Regions from separate parts of the Sus scrofa genome. Here all the other regions are linked to region 2. The links are chromatin contacts, called in public HiChIP or PLAC-seq maps. All regions are on one chromosome and are shown on one strand. Each heading gives the region's core, a stretch centred on a gene start, on an enhancer-like site or on the middle of the called end of the contact. The rest is flanking DNA. Distances are from core to core; before and after follow the strand shown. Region 1 overlaps MAML2 (mastermind-like protein 2). Region 2 overlaps MAML2 (mastermind-like protein 2). Region 3 overlaps MAML2 (mastermind-like protein 2).

What was found. HiChIP or PLAC-seq counts read pairs in DNA pulled down with a chosen protein or histone mark.
Region 1: an H3K27ac HiChIP or PLAC-seq map of alveolar macrophages shows a contact between it and region 2, with 6 times the contacts expected there. The contact joins two enhancer-like sites. A contact is called at or near these places in 1 of 47 Hi-C or Micro-C datasets (subcutaneous adipose tissue) and 2 of 2 datasets of contacts at active chromatin or transcription factors (alveolar macrophages and skeletal muscle).
Region 3: an H3K27ac HiChIP or PLAC-seq map of alveolar macrophages shows a contact between it and region 2. The contact joins two enhancer-like sites. A contact is called at or near these places in 1 of 47 Hi-C or Micro-C datasets (embryonic fibroblasts) and 1 of 2 datasets of contacts at active chromatin or transcription factors (alveolar macrophages).

What each region holds. Positions count from the first base shown.
Region 1 is chr9:28,353,281-28,355,999 of Sscrofa11.1, reverse strand. All of the region lies in intron 1 of MAML2 (mastermind-like protein 2), which reads left to right. Among named protein-coding and RNA genes, the nearest start is that of MAML2, 18 kb to the left of the region's middle. Within about 2 kb of position 1,284, at least 10 of the 83 cell types and tissues checked have an H3K27ac peak or open chromatin away from gene starts, as enhancers often do. A contact at or near this core is called in alveolar macrophages, where this site is marked.
Region 2 is chr9:28,037,234-28,039,933 of Sscrofa11.1, reverse strand. The region is part of intron 2 of MAML2 (mastermind-like protein 2); the gene reads left to right. Among named protein-coding and RNA genes, the nearest start is that of MTMR2, 64 kb to the right of the region's middle. Within about 2 kb of position 1,428, at least 36 of the 83 cell types and tissues checked have an H3K27ac peak or open chromatin away from gene starts, as enhancers often do. A contact at or near this core is called in alveolar macrophages, where this site is marked.
Region 3 is chr9:28,300,227-28,302,926 of Sscrofa11.1, reverse strand. All of the region lies in intron 1 of MAML2 (mastermind-like protein 2), which reads left to right. Among named protein-coding and RNA genes, the nearest start is that of MAML2, 71 kb to the left of the region's middle. Within about 2 kb of position 1,321, at least 6 of the 83 cell types and tissues checked have an H3K27ac peak or open chromatin away from gene starts, as enhancers often do. A contact at or near this core is called in alveolar macrophages, where this site is marked.

The DNA of each region.
Region 1 (2,719 bases), core at 35-2,534, 320 kb before region 2:
TGACTGTGGTGTAGGCCGGCAGCTACAGCTCCGATTTGACCCCTAGCTTGGGAACTTCCATATGCCTCAGGTATGGCCCTAAAAAGACAAAAAAAAAAAAAAAAAAAAAGGAGCCCTAGAAATCAGACTCTCAGGGTATTAAAAAAAAAAAAGATTGTTTCCAGATTGAAATTCTAAAGCCCAATATCTCATGAATAGAAAATATTGGTGCAAGGAGGAGGATAATGGCATAGAAGTTACATACATTGAGTGCCTTGCTGTATGCTGGATCCTATGTCAGGCCTTTGGGCCACCTAGGAGAGGCAAAGTTCTTGTTGGATGATGTCTATATTTTAATGAGAAAGGGTGCACGGACAGAGAGTCAACAAACAAATGAAAGAATGAGATCAATTTAACTAGTGATAAATAATGTACAGTTCTTTGTTCCTTAAGGTGGCTGATTGGAGAATGATTTGGGTTCATTAAAATGAAGTAAACACTCTGAGAAGTGACACATGATAACCCTAAACAAACGGTTACCTTCAGAGCTAGAAGATGGTCTCCTTTGCCAGTGCTGCTCTGAGCCTGGACGGCTGCCTGCACAGTGGTCCAGGCTGTGTGCTGCTTTGGTTAGTCTGTGCAAGATGCTGGTTCTGATGCTTCTAAGGAGGAGGGTGGCCATGTCAGCATCTTCTGTTCCTTGAAGCTATTGTGATCATTTTGTTAGAAGTCATTGAGGCTTGAGAATGAAAGAGGAATGGCTGAAAGGCTTCTTTTGAGGAAAAGAAGAATATCATCTCTCTTTAGCCATAGAAACAGGAAAGAAAGGGTCAGGAGATGAGCACCTGGGCCAGAAGGAAGTGGAGGCATAGCAGGCTCTCTCAGGAGGCAGGCAGAAGTGGTAACTGGTTTGCAATAGTCATCATATCATCATCCTACAGGTATACAACCATTATTGTCCACACAGAAACCCCGTGTTGTAAATAAGGTGAGTGTAGCTTTTTTATACTATACAGAGCAGCTGAGAAATACTACTAATGTCTTTATTTTTGAATGGCAAATTTTCAGTTTATCGAATGTGTACACACAAGTTAACTCTGTTTATTCTCTGGGGTATTATTATACTCATTTTAGAGACTGGTAAGAGGCTTGAATTGGCCTATGCTAACTCTGCTAGTGTGTTGAGCCACTGTCCTGACCTCTGGGTTCTGCAAGGCACACAGCTGACAGAGTGGAGTAGCTGGGCCCCAAATGCACCACCGAATTTGCATCTAAGATGAGGACATAGAGTGTCTTGAGCTCCCAGAAGCACACCCACACATATTTTGAAGCAATGACTCTCCAAGAAAGAATGGAAATCATGAATGGAATGAGGATGTCAGACACCCAGGGCACATCAAATCTAGAAAAGGGAGGCTGGAAAAAGACAGTCTTGTGTTTTTTTTTTTTTTTAATTTTAAATTTTTAAAAAATTCATTAATTTGTAAGAATACAAGGCAAAGTGAGAAAACATTTTGAATTTATGAAAGCCTGCACTTTGCTACCTTTATTTCTTATGAGTCTAGTGAGTCAACCCGCAGGTCTGGGGAGAGAGGGCTCCAAGGTTGTTATGAAAAGAAACTTGATCCTGAATCAAAGAAGCAGATTCATCTCTGAAACCAAGATTGGTCTAAGTTTTTCTCCTTGCTGTTGCTTATTTTGGAATCAGATCTTAGATGGAGCTTAAGGGAGAGACCTGCTACTCTGCTGAAAAGTGATTTTGAATGCATTCAGATCCAGATTGAATGTATTTTTTTATGCTGATGGTGGGTGTTTTCTCATTACCTTGAAAAAAATATAGGGCTTCATAGTTGTTAAGATTTTTACTTCAAGGTGGAGAAGTGCCTTATTTATCTTTGTATTTCCATTGTCATAACAGTGTCAGACATCACATAAGCAAGTATTTGGTAAATGTTGAACTAAACTGTGGGGAGCATGCATTTTTAAAGGACCTCAACCCTTTATATTTCTATGGCTAAATGTTCTCTGCACCAGCTGTGAAACACTGATCTTTGAGGTATTCCTTTGGTCCAATATTTTTTAATCAGATTGATTAAATGTTTAACATGTCAGGTACTCTTCTAAGTGTTTTTGGAGTATCAACCCAAGTTTCCTCGTAATCACATTATCAAGTGGGTTGGTGTGATCTTATTTCCATTTGACAGATGAGGAAGTTGAGGTGTGAGATCTGCCAGGTCACTCAGTCAGATATGGTGGAGTTGGGTTTGAGCAGAGTGGATGATGCCACTGTCTGTGTGTCTAGTCATGGTTTCTGACTACCTCTAGAAGGTAATTACACATGCGATCTCAGACTGCAGCTCACACATGAGCCAAGCCTGAGTTTGAAAGCCATGTGCAGCAAGACATCTGAAAGTTAATAACAATTAAGACCAACTCATCCTCCAAAGTGCAGAGAGAATTCAGAATGAATGCCTACAGGTCACAGATTACTCTTTGAAACAGCTGCCATTCCCATATTTTTTAAGAGTTAGAAAGTGCTTGAACATGTAGGATCTGTGAGTGACAAATATGTTTCAACTTGCATCCCAGGGAAGGTTGGAAGTTGTCACCTGGTGGGCTGTATTGAGGATTCTAAGGAAATATCTAAGCTCTGTGGGAAAGCAGGCCATGGTAGTTCATTATTGATATCTACGGTGGGCAGAGAGAAGGCAACAAAGCTGATAAGTCATTGGAGTGGCTT
Region 2 (2,700 bases), core at 179-2,678:
AGTCGAATTGAGTTAAAATAATCAGATTGGTTGGTTTGTAAGACTATTGCCTAAGACCATCTCAAGCCCTGAAAACTTGCCTCCTATAGTTCATCATTGCTTTCCTTCACAGTTCAGAGTTCACTGTTGTTAGTTTTAAACGTTGATCCCAGGAGGCTCTGGTTAAAAGATGTTCATTTTCTGAATGGGGTTTCCTAATGGGCTGCTTTGATCTTAACATGAGTCAACGACCATTATGCATCCCTGTCACATAGATTTGGGTGAAGAGCTTAATTACCAATAATAAGGTGGTCTTTTTGTTTGTAGAATGTCATTGTCATTCTCCTTTCCCTGGTAAATACAACTCAGCTTAAAGAAATTATAGCTGAATACTAAAATGCTGAGTACACCAGCAGAATTGCATATTTTATACTTTATAATTGGATTTTCTACTTTAGTTTTTATGTTATACACATTCTAGTTGAAATCTTTTACTTGAACTAATGGAGACCTGCTATTTCTTAATTCTAACCAGTTGGAAAAAAAGGAGTTAATAGGTACCAAAAAGCTCGAGGGTTACTTCATTTTGGTTTTTGTTAGATGTGATGTTTGGAAAAGCAACGTATTTGTTGTTATAACTGACTTTCCTTGGTTTTAAAGTAGTTGTTATTGCTGTCAATCCTTGCCCCTCACCTCCTAGAAACTGTCTTATACTTAATTTTCCCTCTTCACCTGACCTCCTAGTTCACAGGTAACATGGTTATCATTAGTGCTATTTACGTGGTGATAGAGAAAAAAAATAGAACATCCAAGTCAATCTATTAAGATGAATGCATATACCATTGCATGACCAGCCAAAAGAAATAGTTCCTAGTCAAGTAATTAAAAAATGCAACGAAGAGTCACACTGAATAAAATGATAACGATGTCATTTAACATGACAACTCCATTGCCTTGTGAAACAGAATTATTTGAAAGAGAATTTTTGAAAATATTTTTATTGCTTTTCAAAGCCTGGTGTTTTGTCAACATACAAGCTATTTTTATGTAGAAACAGTAGCGAAGTTATCTTATGTTCACTGCACAACTAAATTACACCAACTTATCATTGCATTGCTTGAAGAAACAGATTTCAAAGGTTTCTTCCAGAAAACAGTGTTTAATCAATTTCTTATACTGTCTTTGAACATAATCTAGTAAGCAGATGTGGAGTTAACGGCTTATTATGTTCTGACTCTCTATATCCATTCAGAGTCTGCCAGACTCAGAATAAAAGTCAAGACATGTGCACATAGAAACTCTGTAGATGTTTGTAGCATTTGAAATTAAAATAGTGAGAAGGCTGCCTGGGCGTCCCTTCAGACATGGCACAGTGGAGTACAGAGACAGGAAATATGCCAGACTGCCTCTGCAGGAGGCTGCTCAGAACACGTGCATCAAGGAACAAGGAACTGCTTAATGATTAATCACTGTCAACCTTTGTTCTCGTTAAAGACTTGATTGTTGGACAAGGCTTGTAATGAGGGACTGTTTTGGTGTCTGTTGCTATGAGATTGTGCTCACTGATCCTCAGTGGATGTAAGCCACTGTTCCCTTTTTGCCCAAGTAGAATAAACTTGAATGAAAATGCTCTAACAGTGCCTGCTAGTGGTGCTTTAAGAAGAGGCTCTGGACATTCTGTTTAGCAAATGTTACTACAGCCCAAAAATAGGGAATAGATAGATATCCAAGAGTTTGACTCAGCTGAATGATAGCATATGAGACTGTAGAAAACAAAAAATAAAGAACTTTGATAATAAAAGAAGTAGATAGAAGTAGATTTTAAAGAAGTAATGATATAAAGACTCTCCCTCAACCACACGCATGAACATCTTTTTGGCAAACACAGATATTCAGAAGTCAAAATTTAGAGTTGTTACCCTTTATCTTGCCTTAAACAAATAAAATATTGAATTGTGTTTTGCAAAGCAAATACTGTTTATCACATTTTCCAAAATGCTAAGAAAAAAAGCCCACTTATTCTGTCACTGACTAGTTGGCTTATGGATTTTTGCATAGCCGTTTATGAATTTTTATTTGATTGCTGTTAAAAGATCAGTGGAACATTTTGCAGGAGGAAAAAAAACCACTGTATTTAAATGTAAAAAATATCTTCTGGGTTGATGTAACCTTAAAAGACTAGAACTCTTAAAACATCATTTTATTATCATGAAATTACTTTAAATGTATATACTTATGTGAAAGTACTAAAAGATATAGGATCCCTAAAACTGTTGGTGATATTCTCAGATTATGTACTACCCACTAGCCAAAACCACAACTCTCTAACAAAGCCTGCTGTAGTTTTCCCATGTCTGCATGAAGCAGCTTTTCTTATGGTTCACTATGGTATGTAACTATTTGACTCAAGATACTGTGTCCCTACTCTGCTCTCCTTTTTTTATTCCCTATTCCTCTTAACCCATCCACAGTGTAATCAGGGAAGTTGAGCAGGAACTGTTTGGACCTCCAGAAATCTAAAAGATGGCCTCTGTTGGCATCCTATGTTCCTACTTAGTCTGCAGGTAACTATGAATGTTCCACTGACACCAGAAACTATCCTGTAGAGCCCAGGGACCTGCTCTAGAGTATCCCCTATGTATAAAGATAGGAAGGCACCTGGGAAAGGCTAATTGATCAGCCCCTGCATCTCCCAGTGGATTAGCTCCAAATCCTCCCAAA
Region 3 (2,700 bases), core at 72-2,571, 260 kb before region 2:
AGCCCTGAGAAATTTGTCATTTGTCCTCTTCTTTCTCCTCTCTTTGTGTGTCTTCCCTTAAATATTGCATAGTGCTTTGTAGTTTGCAAAGGACTTTGACACACAACATCTCCCTTCTTTTTTCGGTGTACTGAATGCAGGAATGAACAAAAGGTCATTATTAAGAAGGTCTGTGAGTTTAGGCACTGAACACTGCAAGTGACCACTCAGCAATGGGGAGACTTTTCTGATGCTGCTTCTCTCCTTATAATGAAGATATCATCCATAATTAACTTAGTAATAGATCTGCTCCCTCTGTGCCCTCTGTGGGATGGCTTTGGATTAGCCTAGGGTTTTAAAACCTTCCTCCTTTGCCCAAGGCCACATATTCAACTGTGTAATGGCCAGGTCTACTTGGTTGACCCATGGTCATGTCAGTTTCAATGTCCTCAACTACAGTTTCCCCTTGAAGCTGTTCTTTCTCCTGTACTCTTCATAGCAGTAAATGATAGTCTTTCATCTCAGCCAGAAATATGAGAGTTCTCATGGATTCCACCCTCTCACTCACTTTTCAGTTTCTAGAAATGACCCAATTTCTCTATTGTCTGCTGCCTTACTATCTCACCTCATCCTCTCTTCTCCATTCTCCTCACTGCTGCATTGTTAGCTTCTCCAGATCTCTCATTTTCTCACTTTTACTGTAATAAAAATATCCCAAGCAATTGCCCTGCTTTCAGGCTAATCCCTTCCAATATGAAGCTGCCAGAGTGGTTTTTTCAAAAATATTCTTATGTTTATCATAAATTCAAATTCATTAGCAAAGCACACAAAGGGCTTTCTGATGTGATGTTGCTGAACAAAACTGTTGGCAGCCCTAGAAGGCAACGTGTGCTTGACGTTGCTGTGCTGTTCCCTCCACCTGGAAAGCCCTTCCAGTTTCTGTTTAAAAATCTCCTGTTCACATTCACTGCTCAAAGAACTATGGGTCATTGTATTAGGAAAGACTTCTCCATCCACTGCCTCCCCAGCTTGCCAGCTTGAGTTTGTTCCTCTTTCACCCTCTCATAACTCTCAATCCATCATAATGTTTTACATATCTCATTATAGCATTTAACGTGTTGAACTCTAGTGACTGTTTTGCTGGGCTGTCCACCTCCCTCCCTGTAAGCTCCTCAGGGCAGAGATGAGTCCTGATGGGCTTTAGCACAGGGACCTGCAACAGAAGAAGCATTTGGTAAATGTTGAACAGAATCTGTTTCACTTTTTCCCGAGCACAAAGCATGCATGAAAGAGATTAATTTACTCCACATGGGAAGTTGCTGCGCAGGCTTACCAAAAGGTCAGGTCTATATAAAGTGGTGTTACTTTTTGTTCCCCTTTCCTTTAGTAAGACCTTAAGAAAAAAAGTGCAGTTTAAAAGCTGGGACCTATGGAACTGATCTCTGAAATGAAAAAATGATTGCAAAATCAGATTCACACAGCACCTAAACTATTCCCTCAGCTATTCCTTAAGTGCTTCTCAAAGTGTGGTCCCCAGAACAGCAGCAGTGGCATCATGGGGGATTCTTTACACATGCAGAGTATTGGACCCCACCCCAGACTGTCTGAATTGGAGGCTCTGGGGATGGGGTTTAGCGCTCTTTTAACAAACCCTCTTGATGATCCTAATGGTGACCCCAGTTTGAGAACTACTTCCCTGAGGGTTAAAAAAATTTAAAAACACCCACAAAAGGATATTAGCATTTATGGAGCACTGTTATGTGCCAGGCCATATTAACATTATTATAATGTTTTTCACAATACCAGGTTAGCACATCAAGATTTAATTCTGCTAAGATACCTTTTGTTCTATTTAAATTAGTTTAGGGAGTTCCCGTTGTGGCTCAGAGGTTAACGAACCCCACTAGTATCCGTGAGGACACAGGTTCGATTCCTGGCCTTGCTCAGGAGGTTAAAGATCCCGCGTTGCTGTGGTTGTGGTGTAGGCTGGCAGCTGTAGCTCCTATTCGACCCCTAGCCCAGGAACCTCTATATGCCGCAGGAGCAGCCTTAAAAAGACCAAAATAACTAACTAACTAAATAAAAATTAGTTTAGGTACAGCTGTCTTGATTTTGCTATAGTATCTAGTCAGGCAAAATGCTGCGTTCTCTGCAGTGCTGTCTCTCACTGTTCCCCAGGAGTGATTCCTCGTTTCTTTACACTGATTTGTGGCCCTGAAGTGACACTCAAAACATATTGCCTTGAATCATAGATATCTACTCAGCTTGCTTATCTCTCAAACTGTGAATTTTTACAAAGTATAGACCCTGTTTTGTGTGCGGAGGCCTGCACTCTGCTTTAGATAGTACCTTCCACGGATGAGCTAAACATTAGATGGATATCAATTGGATGGATGAATGGATCTTACAATATTTATCACAGCGCTGTACAGATTGAGGCTTGTACTACACAGAACAGGGATTAAAAGCTTTTTGGGTTTTTTGTCTGAGAAGCAATATCATCTGCTTATGTGGAAGAGAAGGGGAGAAATAATTGTGGAAATGGAGAATTAGCCTTTTTTTCCCCCCTCTTCTTTTTGGTAGCTACTTCTCAAGCCACTTCTTTGCCTGATTGGTGGTTTAGAGACATAAACATATAAGTGTGTGGACTTATTTAACTCCATGAATCTCAGAAGCTAGTGTTTACAATCTATCTCAAGTATAAAATCTTGTTTGGTTGGA